Regions from separate parts of the Mus musculus genome. Here all the other regions are linked to region 1. Evidence: chromatin contacts called from public Hi-C and promoter capture Hi-C data. All regions are on one chromosome and are shown on one strand. Each heading gives the region's core, a stretch centred on a gene start, on an enhancer-like site or on the middle of the called end of the contact. The rest is flanking DNA. Distances are from core to core; before and after follow the strand shown.

Region 1 (3,696 bases), core at 350-2,849:
TTATCAGACTGACCAGGGAGAGACTAAGATTCTGGAATGATTTTTTCTTTTCCAGTGGGTTTGGTCACACCCTCCACTCAGACTAATCTCTTCAACAACTAGAATGGTAGAACTGCCTCTCTAAGTGTACTCCCAGACTAAAATGGCGATTTGAGCGAAGGACAACTTACCGAACCCCTCGCTATTTCGCAATCATAATTACCAGAACGTTCCGCGTCTCCCTCCCTCCCTCCCAGCCAAGCCACTGGCAACACGCACGCGCAGTTCTCGATACCTAGTGTTAAACGGCCAACATGCTCCCTCTTACGCATGCGCACTTTCATTCCCGCGCAGAGGCCTTCTGCTTGCAGTGAGCATGCGTGATTTCACCTTCTCTCCTCTCTGCCCCACCCTCGCCTAAGGGGCCACGATCTCCCGTGCCAGCAGAGTCCTACCCATCATGTCACGCTTTCTCAAGGGTACTTGAGCGCCACCACCTGGTGATATGGTTCCTCTTTTGGCATCCACGCAAAGCGCGCCTATCTTTACTATTCTCCCTTCTCGTGTATGATTATATATATAATATATATACGTATATGTGTATATATATATATTATATATATTATATATATAATCTCTGTGGCCACTGCGTTCTGCTACTCTGGTGAGATAACTCTGTGAAGAATATATATACATATATGCGCATATATATGTATATATATTCATGCCGGGTGCATCTGCACGTGTTTCTCGCCAAAGTTATGCCCCAGTGTCTAAACCATATCATTAACAACAATCCTTAACAGGATTAACTGTGATAAACTAAGTTACACATGGAATTAAAAAAACGTCGTAGGCGATAAAGCATATCCCAAACCCAGATGGAATCCGTCAGCAGCCTAAGGGAGAGGCTACTTGGTAGACGGATTCCTTAATACAGTTAAAAACCCTCCAACCTAAAACCACTGAATCAGAGTCCGGCGTGGTGATTTACGCCTGTAATCCCAGTTTAAGCAGGAGAACGGCCGCGAGTTCGAGGCCTGCTGCTGTCAGTCTCAAACTACATTCACTCACCCCCAAGGAAAACAAAAAGCGGATGAAGCCTAATCCTAAAGACTCATCCATTTGATTCACCCTTAACAAATGAAGAACTCGAAAGTTTTTTTTGTTTTGTTTTAAATAGATGTCAAACAAAACAGTGATGCTCAGGTGCCTTAAACCTGCTTAGAGAAGTCTAAAAATCTTTCATAATATTAAGTAATGCGCAACATCCTTTTGGAGGGCTGGGGATTCGTACTGGCCTCCAGTTCTCCCTCCCCTCAAAGGAGAAAATGCACAAATTAAGGATCTCCCTGACACAAGTTCCCTCCTCCGCCCTCCATGTTACATTTTCGTCCTTCGTCGTTCCTTTACCTCCTGCTGAAGCGAGTGTCGCAGTTAAAATTCTTACGGCAGGCAGTGCCTAGAGGGTGGAGGGAGCGGCGGCATAGAGAGCCGTGCCTGGGTGGCAGCAGCGATGACTTAACGGCGATGAACACCAGGTACGAAACCTGCTATACTTGCGGCCGCGGCGCGGATGCCACGAACCCACAGCCTCTCCAGGAGCGCTGCGCTGTGCTGCAACGCATGCGCCGCGCTCCTCCCTCTCCTCAGAGCGCCCCTCTACAACTTACAGCAGCCCACTGAGTCCAGTACTCAGGTCCCTAGCCCACACTTCTTTTCCTACCTCTGCTCATACCGGCGTCCACCACCCATCCTTTCCTCAGCCCCTTTTCTAATCAATAAGTCCCCATCCTTTTTAATTTACCATCACATCTCACTACTGTTATTATTCCCTTTCTGGCTCACCCTACAATTCTTGACCTTCTCTGCTTCTCTGGAGCTCTGCTAGGCCCCCTCATATTTCCTGATGTACCCAATATTCCAAGTGTTTCGAAAACAAACAAACTAACAAACCAACCAACCAACCACTGGCATGGTGATAAGTGCCTGTAATTCCAGCGATTTATAGACAACCTCACCTCCATGACAAATTCTAGGTCAGCTTGGACCACAAAAGATCCTGAAGGAAAAAAAAATAGCCTCCACCGATCCGGGGGGTTGGGGGAATGGAAATATACGTATGTAGATTTAATTGTGGGCCCAAGTTACAAAGCCTGAAGAAAAAGTCTTTTTCTAATACCTGGAACCAGAACTCTTGGGGCAGGCTATTTTCACTCTCAGCATGTTGTTTCCTGTGGAGAATCTTGAGTTTTAAGGGTCTCCTTAAGATCCACTCCCCCTTCTTATTCAGCCCTGGATCTTGAGAGATCATCCGACTGGCTCCTGCCTGTCTATCTATCATTGCATTGAATTGTGAATTTTCATGTAGAGCATCAAAGCACCAGAACCATACAAGTAAAAAAGAGTGGGGGAGGGGAGGAGGAAGACAAAGAAGAAAAAAGGAGGAGGAAGAAGGGAAGGAGGTCGAGGAGGAGGAGGAGGAGGAGAAAAGGAAAAGCAGTCCCATGCCTGCATCTGAAACAATATCATGAGCAGAATAGAAGTAGAAGGCAGGGCCATTGGATATATTGCGACACCTAATGGACATATAGGTAACATGCATAAAAAACCCCTCTGATGTTTCAGCTTTAGTAAGACATCCCCACTTTGACAATTCCCTCCCTGGTTTCTGAAAGAGCTTTTTCTTTGAGGGGGAAGGGAGTGTGATGGAAAAGCTCTTTTCAGCCCAATTTGAGCAATGAAAGAAGCCTTTAAGCTAAGTTTACCTGGAGTTCACTACAAAAGTGTTAGCTCACATCTCGAACAAAGTTGTACTCATGCAGAATTAACAGGCTGTACTTACAAGCTCCAAACTAGGTCTGGAGAGATGGCTCAGACGTCAAAAGCACTGACTGCTCTTCCAGAGGTCCTGAGTTCAATTCCCAGCAACCACTTGGTGACTCACAACCATCTGTAAAGGACTCTGATGCATTCTTCTGGTGTGTGTCTGAAGACAGTTCAGTGTACTTATATAAGTAAAAGTAAATAGATCTTTAAAAACAAAAAACAAAATAAAGTTCAAACAATTTTTCTTGTAAAACAAGCTTAGTTCCATCTGAAGATTCCATGTAAGAGAGTTTTTCTTGATTGCCACCAGGGGAAACAACATATTTGTTCATCTGACAAACTGTAAACATAAATAGAAATGTTAGAAATCATCTCTAAATTTCCAAGATATCTCTTTCCTAGAATTTAATTTCTCTGATATTTTTAATTATAAGAGATAGGAACAATTGTAGTTTAGGGTTTGAGGATGTGGCTCAGTTGGGAGAGTATTTTCCTGGACATAGCTCTGGCTTCAGATGCCCAGTACTACTTAAACACACCTGTAATGTCAGCATTCAAGAAATAGAGAGAATGATCAAATACAAGGTCATCTTCAGCTACATAGAAAGTTCAAGGCAAACCTGGGATATATAACACCCTGACCATAGAAAGACAGAGAAACAGAGACAGAGAGAGACAGAGAGAGAGAGAGAGACTGGAGAGATGGCTCAGCACTTAAGAGTACTGATTGCTCTTCCAGAGGTCCTGAGTTCAATTTCCAGCAACCACATGGTGGCTCACAACCCCATCTGTAATGAGATCTGACACCCTCTACTAGTGTGTCTGAAGACAGTTACAGTGTACTTATATATAATAGATAAATAAATCTAAGAAAGAAAGAAAAAGACA
Region 2 (3,696 bases), core at 875-3,374, 2.3 Mb after region 1:
GATAGGTAGAGGATACAGGCAACACCTGTTTTCTGTTTGGAGATTTTTAGCTTTGAGTCAGGCTGGTTTCAAATCCTTCAGTATCCAGCTTCACCATCCACAAAGAAGCAACTATGGTTTTAAATACAGACAACTAAGACATGAAGTAAAACCTAGAAGTCATACTGAACTGTAAGTAAATGAGCATGAATGCCTGGTATTAACCAGCCAATACTGCTCAATATTCCATTTAAAAAAAAAAAGATTTGTTTTACTTGGGTCAGTTAACACAAATTCATAAAGGAAGACAATGATCTTTACACAACTAAGTGCCTGTATTTTAAGAACTGAAGTATAAGCCGGGCGTGGTGGCGCACGCCTTTAATCCCAGCACTTGGGAGGCAGAGGCAGGCGGATTTCTTAATTCGAGGCCAGCCTGGTCTACAGAGTGAGTTCCAGGACAGCCAGGGCTACACAGAGAAACCCTGTCTCGAAAAACAAACAAACAAACAAACAAACAGAACTGAAGTATATTTTCCCTAAGTAAAGAGAGCATCGATGCACTGTTTGCTAAGGTAGAAAATAATCGGATAGGCTCGTTCTCAAATTCTACAATCTAAAGTGCTCAAAGCCATGATGTCCTAGTCACCCAACGGCACATTTTGCCAATTACAGATGCAATTATGATCCACGCTACCTATAATTTCGTTTTGCCACTATTCACCAAGCTTGCATCTCATTCGAGAAGAAAAATCACCGAATTCAATCTTGGGATAAAAGGTCAAATATCAAACTGCCTAAAAAAGCAAGGTATCTGCATAAAAGCGGAATCCATTTCAGATTAACTACTCCAAACAATCAAAAAGCAAATCAGAAACGCGTGGAAAAACAGCCTGAATCGTAAACGTATTTGATCGCTAACATCGGGCCTGGGCTCTCTTCTACCTTTGCAATAAATCTTCTGGTGAATCCCCGTTAACCCGCTCCACATGCCTCGTGGAACAAATAAATAAAAGCACGATCTAACTACTTCACGGAACGTGTCCCAAACCGCAGGGGGTAACAACAACCGATGTCCCGTCAAAAACCGGACTTCTCCTGCAAAGTCGTCGGCCGCTGTTCTCAGAAAGCAAAAGCCCGCATTGGGCTGCCCGCTCTCCGTCTCAGCCGCCCAGGGGTCCCCAAGATAACCCTCCAGGATCTGGAGTCGGGGGGCGAAAAGGCACCTTCTAGAGGTACCTTCCGGGCCCGGCCCTCCTACCTCCAATGCTCGGCTCTCCTCTCGGAGCCGCGGAGAGCTGGAGGACTTCCAGTGGAGGCGACCATTGGGGTTCGCTAGTTCCAGGATCTCACTTCCTCCCGCCGCCCCTCCCCCTCCCCATCCTCCGCCCCTCCCCCTCCCCCATCCACCTTCTCCCCCCCCCTCCCCCCTCCTTCCCCACGCAGTCGCTAGGCCCCGAGATTCGAAAGACTGACCGCAAGCGTTCGGTGGCCCGCGACACCCCCCGCCCCCAGGCCTCGACGCCGCGGGCACGGAGGCGTGAGCCGAGCAGGGGCTCCCGGCTCCGCAGCGGCGGGAGGCGGGAAAGGCAACGCGCGCGCCGCATGCCGCCCCCGACCGACACACACACAGACAGACAGACAGACACACACATACACACATAGACACACACACACACACACCCCAAGCCCCAGCTGGGGCTTCCCACCGCGCTCCCCCAGCCCCGCTCACCTAGAGGGAAAACGATGCCGCTGACCGCGAAGCCGCGCGCGGGCCTAGGGCACCTAGCGCACGTCTTTGCAAACACCCCACTCGAGTGGAAGGCGCCCGGGAGCAGAACGCCGGGGCCCGTGACAAGGGCTTGCGTTTTACCTCATGGGCTCAGCGGTCATGTTTTTGGCTCGGACGGCCGCTTGGCTTGGCAACCCCTTGGGTACCGTTCTGCGCTCCTCGGCGCCAGTGGCTGAACGAAAAGTACTGGGATCTTAGTAGTCACCGCAGATAGTGCTGGATCGTCCTCCCAGCTCAGAGTCCGCTACCGCTGCTGCTGCTGCTGCTGCTGCTGCTGCAAGAGCCACGGAAACAAAGCAAGGCCTATGCCGACGCCATTTTGTTGGGCCGAGGCTTGGGCAGGAGAATTGGCGCGTCCTCCCTCTTCCTCTTTCCGTCATCTATTGGCTACCTCTGCCAGAGCTCAGTGTCTTATTGGCTACGGAAATTCACCTTCTTTGGGAGCCTGTTGCTAAGGCGGTCGACGTCATTTGATCCCCTCCACCTCTTCTTAGTGGGGTCCAGTTCAGTTACTGCTGACCTCAAAGTGTCAGGGATGTATCTTGACATTATCCTGAAAATGCGCTCTTGGTCCAACCTCTCTACTTCCACATAATTGGTGAAACAATGACACCCCATTTACGTTTATTGAGAATTTACTATATGTCGACCACTACACAGATCCTTTATCTTAATCTCATGCTTGAACCATCCAAAGTAGGCAGACCTAACATTTTAATGGGTGAGGATACCAATGCACAAGTTCCACATTCAGCCAAACATCCATCCTTGCGGGGAGGGTGGACATACATTCTTATGCTGTTTTAAACCCAAGGCTTTGTGCATGTTAGGCAAATACTCTATCATTGAGCTATGTCCTAACCCCTCCCCCACATGCACACTCTTAATCATTAATCTCCATAGCCACCCAAAATATAAATATTTTCTTTCCTATTTTATAATATTCTTAATTTTTCTTCTATATATTTCATTATAATATTCAGCTTGCCAACGCTTACACGTGTGAATTTTTACCTTTTGTGGAAAGAGAATGAGAAAAATTCTAGCTATACAGTCCTGACTAGGCTGCAACTCAACATGTATATGAGGCTGGCCTCAAACTTGGACTGTCCTTGCAGCCTCCCAAAGTGCTTAGAAGACAGGTGTACCCCATCATACTTAAGGATACTTACAGGTATTTATATATATATGATCAACTGGACATTGACATCTAATTCTTTTGATATTGAACAATCTTGAAATTGTCACACACAGGTCAGCCATTAGTTCAATCTGATATGATTGGGGGTATATCTCACTTACCAACTGATCCAAATCGTTTCCCCCTCATTTCATTTTTCATTCATAATCTCTGCAAATCACAAATAAGTTTTCTAAATTTGAAGTTTCCAACTTTGTGCCCACATTTATTCTGGAACACATGTTCATTCCCTTTATTTTGTTCATTCTGTTTATTTTTCCTGAAATATGCAACAGTTTTGGTCATGCTTAGATGTCAGGGTTGCAGTTTTGGACTAGAATGACAAGAGAAGAGTCTCTTTTCAAACAATGCATTCCAACAATCAGACTAGGTTTTTGTTTGTTTGTTTGTTTGTTTGTTTCCGAGACAGAGTTTCTCTGTGCAGCCCTGGCTCTCCTGGAACTTGCTCTGTAGATCAGGCTGGCTTTCAGCTCAGAAATCCAACTGCCTTTGCCACCTGAGAACTTAGACTAAAGGCATATGCCATCACACCTGGCTAACTAACATATAAAGATTTGGTTTTTAAATGTTGTATGTATGTTTGAGAGAGCCTGGATGTATATATGTACACAAGTCCTCACACTGCAGAAGAGAATGTTGGACCCCTGGCACTGGAGTTACAAGCAGGTATGACCTACCCAATGTAGGTGCTGGGAACAGCAAGTGCCCATAATCACTAAGCAGT
Region 3 (3,696 bases), core at 849-3,348, 2.2 Mb before region 1:
CACCCCACTCCTCCTTCAGCACACAGAGCCCTGCTCTAATCTTCCCAGCCTCCTGTCCCCTCCTCCTCCACTTCTCAAAGCACAGAGCCAGCCCTCCTGACCACCACCCTTTCTTTCCCCAGGCCCCTCCAAACGGTTAGGTGACCTACCTGGCAACGAAGGATGTGCAGTAGGGGTACATACCCCAGGTTTGCTCTGAGAACTGTTGATGCCATCCCCCAGAGTCTCTCCCACTGAAGGGCTAGGGGGTGCATTGGGGCTCTGTGGCTGCCCTTGGGTATGCTCCTCCTCCTGCCCAGGGGAGCCCCTTCTCCTTGTAGCTAAGGGGGGTATCTCCTCTTCAATATGAGGAGACTCCAGGATTATTGGAGAATCTGGAGCCAAAGGTTCTAGTAGCCCCTCAGGTGAAGGGGGACTAGCCCCAGCCCCTGGATCAGGTGGCATCACCTCAGGGGTTTGACACCCTGGTCCAGGCTCTAGGGTCTGCTCCCCCGAATCCCATGCAAGGGTTCCCTCAGGACCATGGTCCACCTCTGGGGGAGAAGGGGCTTTATAGAGTAGCCCCCCCAGCCCCAGTAGCTCAGTGGCTCCATCCAGAACTCCTCCAGGGTCCTTCTCCAGGCCAGAAGGGGTATCAAGCAGGTCCAGGGCTCCAGAGGATGGAGACGGACCTGGGGGAGCCCATCCTCGACTTGGGGCAGTCTGAGATTCCAGCAGATCCTCTCCAAATTCCATGTCTACTGGAAGGTCTCCAGCCAGGGGCTTCTCTGGCAGGGTCAATGGGTCAAATGGACTGGGGAAATCACTGGGGTCCATGGCTGGGTATGGGCTGCAGATCGGAAGAGGGGGCAGTAGAGGTGGTCTTAGCCTGAATTTCTTATGTCGGCTGTGGGACACACCCCGTCCGTCATCCACTTGGATTTCTCATTAGCAGCCGCCCCCCACAGCCGATAGGCATTTCCACAGGCTTCAGGCTCAATGTCCACTCCCCCCCCAATACAGCGCCCTCTGTGGGGAGTGGCGTTCCCTGCCCTGGCCCCGTGCCCACACTCGCCAGGCAGTTGGTCTCTAACCCGCCCGACACCCCCCACGGAGACTCGTAGCTCCTTCCTCCCTACCTCTCACACACCCCCCACCTCAGACTCAACGCCCCCTCACATTTTCCCGTGCCTGCCGCAGCCAGAAACCTTTCCCGCTCCGGCGACCTCAGCCCCTGGTCCCTTCTCACTCCCCCCCAAAAGCCCCCCAGGTCTCCAGTCTCTCCCCATCCTCTCCAGCCCCAGCGCCCCTCCCCGCGGAGCCCGTCCTCTCTCAGCCCTTCCCCGCCCCCACAAACTGCTCTTCCTAACCGTCTCCCCCCCACTCGGTTACCTTTCAGGGTGGACCACTTCCTCAGCCCCGTCCCCCCTTTCCTACTGCACCCCTAGTCCTTCCCTTCTCCTGTTGCCCACCCCCCACCTCAGGCATTTACAGGAAGACATTTTGGAGCTACGATTCCTGCTCAAACCCCCCTCCCGGCTACTGCGAGATCCCGCCTGCAGGTTCGGTTCGGCTTGAACAGACCCGACCCCTACCTGAGGCAGGGTTAGAGTAACCGCTACAAGCCTAGAACTGCAGACAGCAACGGCCCCGCGCTCCTTCTCCACCTCCCTCCCTAGCAGCCGGGACAGGGGTCGCGGCCCCTTTAAATGGCAGCGCCGCTTGCAGCGCTGAGCGCTCTGCACCAGGCAGGCGGGCGGTGCCAGCGACCAATCCCATTGGCTGGCTGGAGGAGGGGGCTCGCGAGACAGCGCCGGCCCCCGGCGCGAGACTCCCAGCCCAGTGGCCGCCTGGAAATTGCGGAGTGGAGTGCCGTCACTGGGGATGGAGCGTGAGCCCCCGCCCGGGGCCCCGTTAGTTGAGGAAAAGATAGCCTCTGGAGCTTTGGAGCCCGCCCCCGGGGAAGGCGGCGCCCCCTCTCCACCGAAGGGCCTAGTACACTAAATACACAAAAAAAGGAAGAAAAACCCCACATCTACGCACCTGCTTTCCTTACCTGGCTCAAGAGCCTGGCCCCGTCACACCCGTGCCCGCCCTATCTCCAGAGCCCACTCTACCCGTGATCCCCTCCTCTCATTCAAATGGTTCCCGGTCCCCTCCCCCTCCCCGTGGCTCTCCGCTTCCCACTCGTGTTCCCCCCAGCGTCCCCCCTCAGCACTCCCTACCTACGCCATGCAGCAGACGCCTGCCAAGATTACCCTCCCCCATCCCCACCTCTCCGGGGCCCGGCCCCCCGGGCGACTGTTGGGGTAGTGACAGCGGAGAATGGGGGAGGCAAAGACCCAACCCTCAAGTGCCCCTCCTCCCCTTGTCTGCAACCTCAGCCCCCACTTCCAACCTGTCTAAGAGTCGTAGTTATGGGGTGTCTTAAGCTTACCCTTGCCAGTTAAATGGTTCTGGCTTAGTGACAACGCCTATGCAGTAACGGTTACTGCCTGGTGACCCCCCCCCCCAAAGCAGGTTCTGCAAGGCTACACCCCCGTCTCCCTCCATGGCCTTCGGTTAAGTTCTGGGATCATTGCACTGAATCCTCCTGTAGGAGCTTGAATTTTCTCTTGAATAGTTTTGGTCATCAGAAGCCCCCCACCCACCCATCCACTTGCACACACACACACAGACACACACAAACACTGTCCTTCCCTTTTCCCTCTTTTTCTGTTCTTGTAGGTCTCTCCCTCACAGTCTCTTTGCGTCTCTGCCTCCTGAGAGCACTCAAACACAGCCTCCAGGGATCGTACTAGATGGTGGGCGTGGCTGTGATTAAGGCTTGAGAAGTAGGGTAGGGGTAGGGGTCACTAATACTAGGTCTACTGCCTTAAAAGAATAGGTGGCAGTGTTCATTCTCAGGCCTCATGACAGAACACTTCACAATCCCTCTCTCCACATTCCCAGGATAGTTCTAAGGGCTGCACAGCACTTACCGGACTTAGATACTAGAAACTCAGGCAAGAAGCGTCCAGTGTTGTCCATTGCTCCTCTAATGTGCTTCTGACCTTTCCTCCTTCCCATAGAAAGCCTGCCCACCCTTGTCCTTGGGAATTTTACCCATATTTTAACAGAAGCCTTGTTTTCCCTTCCGCCTACCCCCCCTCAGCCTTGAGGTTGTCTTTGCTCTCTCCTACATCAGAGATAAATGTAATTTTTTTCCGGTGTAGATTGCCTAAACCCGGCTTTCTGTGTCTTAATCAGTATGCTCTGTAGCCATCTCCCACTTTCTGCCTCTTTCTGTTTCTACTGTTTCTTTGTATTTTCTGTTTCTTCCTGGCCCCCTGGCTGTTCTGGGGGTAGAATGTCTAATTTGGTGGCAGATCACGAATTTTCAAGTGGAGTGAAGAGCATCTAAGAGGGAGGGGTGACTTCTGCTCTGGCACGGTGGTCTGGTATTCCAGCACTTAGAAGGCTGTATCAGGATTATGACCATGAGAAAAGCCTGGGCTACATAGTGAAACACCTGTCTCAAAACCAAAAACTGGGTGTGGTGGTGTGCAGGGAACCTGAGGCGAGAGGATTCCCTGTGGTGTGAAGACAGCCTGGACTACATAGCAAGACCCTGTTTCAAAAGAACAAATGCAAACTAAAACAAAACTTCAGTCACACTAAACAACAACTAGGGGCAGTGAGACGTGCAGCAGGGAAAGGCCTTTGCTGCCAAGTCTA
Region 4 (3,696 bases), core at 755-3,254, 2.1 Mb before region 1:
CTCCTCTAGCCTCTGAAATCACCAGGTACACACACAGTGCACAAACATATTCAACAAAACATTCATATGCAAAAAAGACATTCATACACACAAAATAAAAATAAGTAAATCTTAAATTAGGAAGGGGCAGAGTATGAGTTTTAATGCATCATCATTATTTTGTTTTTTGAGACAGGGTTCAGTTCCCACCACACGCATGGCAGCTCACAACTGTCTGTAGTTGGCAGTTCCAGGGTATCTGACAGTGGCAAGCCAAGGCATATAGAATAAAGAGTGCGAGAGCTTTCTGTACAGTGGTGGCGCACGCACACCTTTAATCCCAGCACTCAGGAGGCAGAGGCAGGTGGATTTCTGAGTTCGAGGCCAGCCTGGTCTATAAAGTGAGTTCCAGGACAGCCAGGGCTGTGATAGCTTCCTGTTCTTCCTGAATCCAGTTTCTACTACTCAACATCAAGCAGCTCCAACTCCAGAGGCAGTCAACAGTTCTGGCCTCTGTGAACAACTGCACTTCAGTGCATATACCCGTGCACAGACACATACAGATCATTTCAAAAATAAATCTTAAAAAAAGAAAATGTCCCCATGTATATACTAAAGAGAGGTGATCAAATATAATCGCACGACTGAACTTGTTGGCAGAGACCTATAATTTCAGTTAGTTGGGAAGCAAAGAATGGAAAATTCAAGGCCTGGCCCAGGAAACTTAAGTGGGACTCTGCCTCAGAACAAACTAAACATGAACAAGCAAACAGGCACAAAAAATGCAAAGTAGGAACTCTGAACAGATCCTCGGTTTGGCCACAGTGAAGATGCTCCAATTCAAACAAGTCTGTGTGCCACCATGGTGATCTGAAACATGAAATATGTCCTCAGGATGGGGCTCCGGGGTTGGTGGCAGATATGTTACCTACAGAGGCACCTCACTGGTTCAATATGTCTATTTACACAAATATATAGAGTACTTAAAAAACTTTTTTTTAAAGATAGGGTTTCCCCTAGTAGCCTGGAGCTTAACTATGTATACTATGCTGGTCTTACAGAGACAATTCTTTTTTTTTTTTTTTTTTTTTTTTTTTTTTAGTTATTTCGAGACAGGGTTTCTCTGTGTAGCCCTGGCTGTCCTGGAACTCACTTTGTAGACCAGGCTGGACTCAAACTCAGAAATCCGCCTGTCTCTGCCTCCCGAGTGCTGGGATTAAAGGCGTGCGCCACCACTGCCCGGTTCAGAGACACTTCTACCTCAGGTTTCCATTCCTGGCAAAATAAGGTTATTTTTTAAGTACAGGGAATTGAATCTATGTTGGCCAGTGAGCTGTATCCCAGCCTTGTATATTTCTGTCTCTCTTTCACTTTCTCTCCCCTCTTCAACCCCCCCCCCCTTCTCCCACTCGGTTTCTTTCTTCTCTCCATGCTTTTACACATTTACACACATATATACATACATACACACACACATATATATGCATATATGTGTATGTATATATATATATATATATATACATATATATATATATATATATAGTGCTGGGAATCATATGTGCGCTTAAAAAAACTATGAAAATGTTTAATGTTTGTGAATCTTGAAGTTTCGGTTGCTCATTTTACTAAGCTTAACATTTTACCATGGGAAAATGTAAATTCAAAATAAGTAAGTAGCAGTCGTCCCCCTATCACAATTCATAGTAATGTTCCTTTGGGGAACGGCACAAACCGGAAAAGACGGCTCAAATCATTATTGTGTAGTGTGTACTGTAGCCGGTGACGCGCGGTTTCCAGAGGTCGTAGGTCACGCCGCCTCAGATCTACTTTCTTATTGGAGAAAAATCTGCCGCTCTTACCATAGCAACCAGAACGGACCCGCGCAGTTGATGGGCGGGACTGGTTTGTTTGACCAATCACCTTCCAGTTATCCAGCCTGATCTTGGGCGGACCAATCAAACACATCAAAGGAAGTAGCCATCCCGACATCAAAGGATCACGTAGGACGGCCCATCCTTCCCCCCTTTTTTTCAACTTCCGGTAGCCTCTGGTTGGGTCAGGGAGCGCTGCAAGTCACCCGTGTGCGACTGACGTATTTTTTCTTTCCCGCCCATGGGCCCGGGGTGGGCTGGGCTGCTGCAGGACAAGGGTGGCGGTAGCCCTTCCGTCGTCATGTCCGACACAGACAGCGACGAAGAGTCGGCTGGTGGAGGCCCATTTTCTCTAACTGGGTTCCTGTTCGGCAACATCAATGGAGCAGGGCAGTTGGAAGGCGAAAGCGTCTTGGATGACGTGAGTCGTGGGCCTGGGGCGGCGGGTGCTGTGGCTAGGGAGAACTGGAGACAGCGCGAGAGGGCTCAACTCGGAGGAAGGACGAAGAGGAAAAGTCTTAAGTGTCAGTCACTGATGCTGAGGTGTTGGCTTCGAAGGTAACATTCTCCTTGCCTGGTAGGAAAGATAATAGTTAACTCTAGTAAGGTTATCAGAACCGCCACTGTGGAAGGCCTTCTTAAAGACCCTTGGAACTCTGCTTTTTCTGGCTTTTGCTGATCCTAATGGCTCCAAAGCCAGGACTACGGATGGAACGTGTGTTGTTCGGAACTGATCTGTATGGAATTTAGCAGATTTCCTATATAGTTCTTGAATGTGATGTTTCTTTGAGCAGCACTTCATGAAATAATTTCTCAGATGGATTTGTGACTTTGTTATGAGCAAGGGAAATATACTTGTGTAGGACCTTCAGGTTTAGTTGTTATTTTCGACCCTCATGCTGTCCCCTTTTCAGGAGTGCAAGAAGCATCTTGCGGGCTTGGGGGCTTTGGGTCTTGGCAGCCTGATCACTGAACTCACAGCAAATGAAGAATTGTCCGGGAGTGATGGTGCCCTGGTAAATGATGAAGGTAAAGTGTGGGCCATGGGGAGGACAGTGTGGGTGGGGGGAGGAGATTAGCCTGTTGTACGCTTTTCAGTGGGGATTTTCTAAGGAAGTGATAATTACTTGCTTTCTCTTGAGACGTCTCCCTTTTTATCCATAGGATGGATTAGGAGTAGAGAGGATGCTGTGGACTATTCTGACATCAACGAGGTGGCAGAAGATGAAAGTAGAAGATACCAGCAGACAATGGGAAGCTTGCAACCCCTTTGCCACACAGGTGATTCTCTCTCCGCCCCCCCCCCCCCTTCTTGTTTTCTAGCAATGGGTCTTTCAACATAGCCCTGCCTGACCTGGAACTCATTATGCATGCAAGATTGTCCCAAACTCATAGAGATGCATTTGCCTCTGTTTCCCAAGTGCTAGGATTAGACATGTTCCCCACTACGCTTGGTATTCTTTAATGTTGCAAAATTGGCAGTTTAGTACATTTTCTTCCTGAATAAGTCTGTTTTGGGCTCTGTCTTGTATATTTAATCTCTGCCATTGTTCTTGCCTGCCAATACATTTGCTCTGTATGCTGTTTCCACTGTCAATTCAGTGCCAAGTAGTAGGTATTCTCTTACCAAATTCAAGCTTTTATTTTTATAATGTTCGGTCTCAAATTGTTGATTAATGACAAGGGTGAAAATGATTTCTTGTCATCTCATATATTTTAGTGCCTGTAGATTTGATATAACTATTCTTATATGCTTTTCAAAGTTAAAGATGAAAACAAACCCACTCTTTGCCCTTAAGATTTTAAGATTAAGAAGGGTTATGTTTATAATCTCATGTCAATGAGC

Evidence for each region. Promoter capture Hi-C pulls out the DNA fragments that hold promoters and counts their contacts. Hi-C and Micro-C count contacts between places; a contact is called where the count stands out from the background.
Region 2: a promoter capture Hi-C map of pre-B cells shows a contact between it and region 1, with 6 times the contacts expected there. The contact joins the promoter of Atrx here to the promoter of Ftx in region 1. A contact is called at or near these places in 1 of 39 promoter capture datasets (pre-B cells) and 1 of 115 datasets of contacts at active chromatin or transcription factors (astrocytes).
Region 3: a contact with region 1 is called in a Hi-C map of CD8 T cells, with 9 times the contacts expected there. The contact joins the promoter of Zmym3 here to the promoter of Ftx in region 1. A contact is called at or near these places in 1 of 39 promoter capture datasets (erythroid cells) and 1 of 484 Hi-C or Micro-C datasets (CD8 T cells).
Region 4: a contact with region 1 is called in a promoter capture Hi-C map of erythroid cells, with 12 times the contacts expected there. The contact joins the promoter of Taf1 here to the promoter of Ftx in region 1. A contact is called at or near these places in 2 of 39 promoter capture datasets (erythroid cells and pre-B cells).

What each region holds. Positions count from the first base shown.
Region 1 is chrX:103,622,155-103,625,850 of GRCm38.p6, forward strand. It overlaps Ftx (Ftx transcript, Xist regulator (non-protein coding)), which reads right to left and starts at 1,600. Exons shown (of 11, transcript NR_028381.1): 1 at 1,393-1,600.
Region 2 is chrX:105,927,248-105,930,943 of GRCm38.p6, forward strand. Atrx (ATRX, chromatin remodeler) reads right to left here and starts at 2,125. Exons shown (of 35, transcript NM_009530.2): 1 at 1,853-2,125. The coding sequence starts at 1,872.
Region 3 is chrX:101,418,124-101,421,819 of GRCm38.p6, forward strand. It overlaps Zmym3 (zinc finger, MYM-type 3), which reads right to left and starts at 2,099. Exons shown (of 25, transcript NM_019831.3): 1 at 2,023-2,099; 2 at 150-829. The coding sequence starts at 816.
Region 4 is chrX:101,530,731-101,534,426 of GRCm38.p6, forward strand. It overlaps Taf1 (TATA-box binding protein associated factor 1), which reads left to right and starts at 2,005. Exons shown (of 39, transcript NM_001290729.1): 1 at 2,005-2,271; 2 at 2,765-2,879; 3 at 3,015-3,131. The coding sequence starts at 2,092.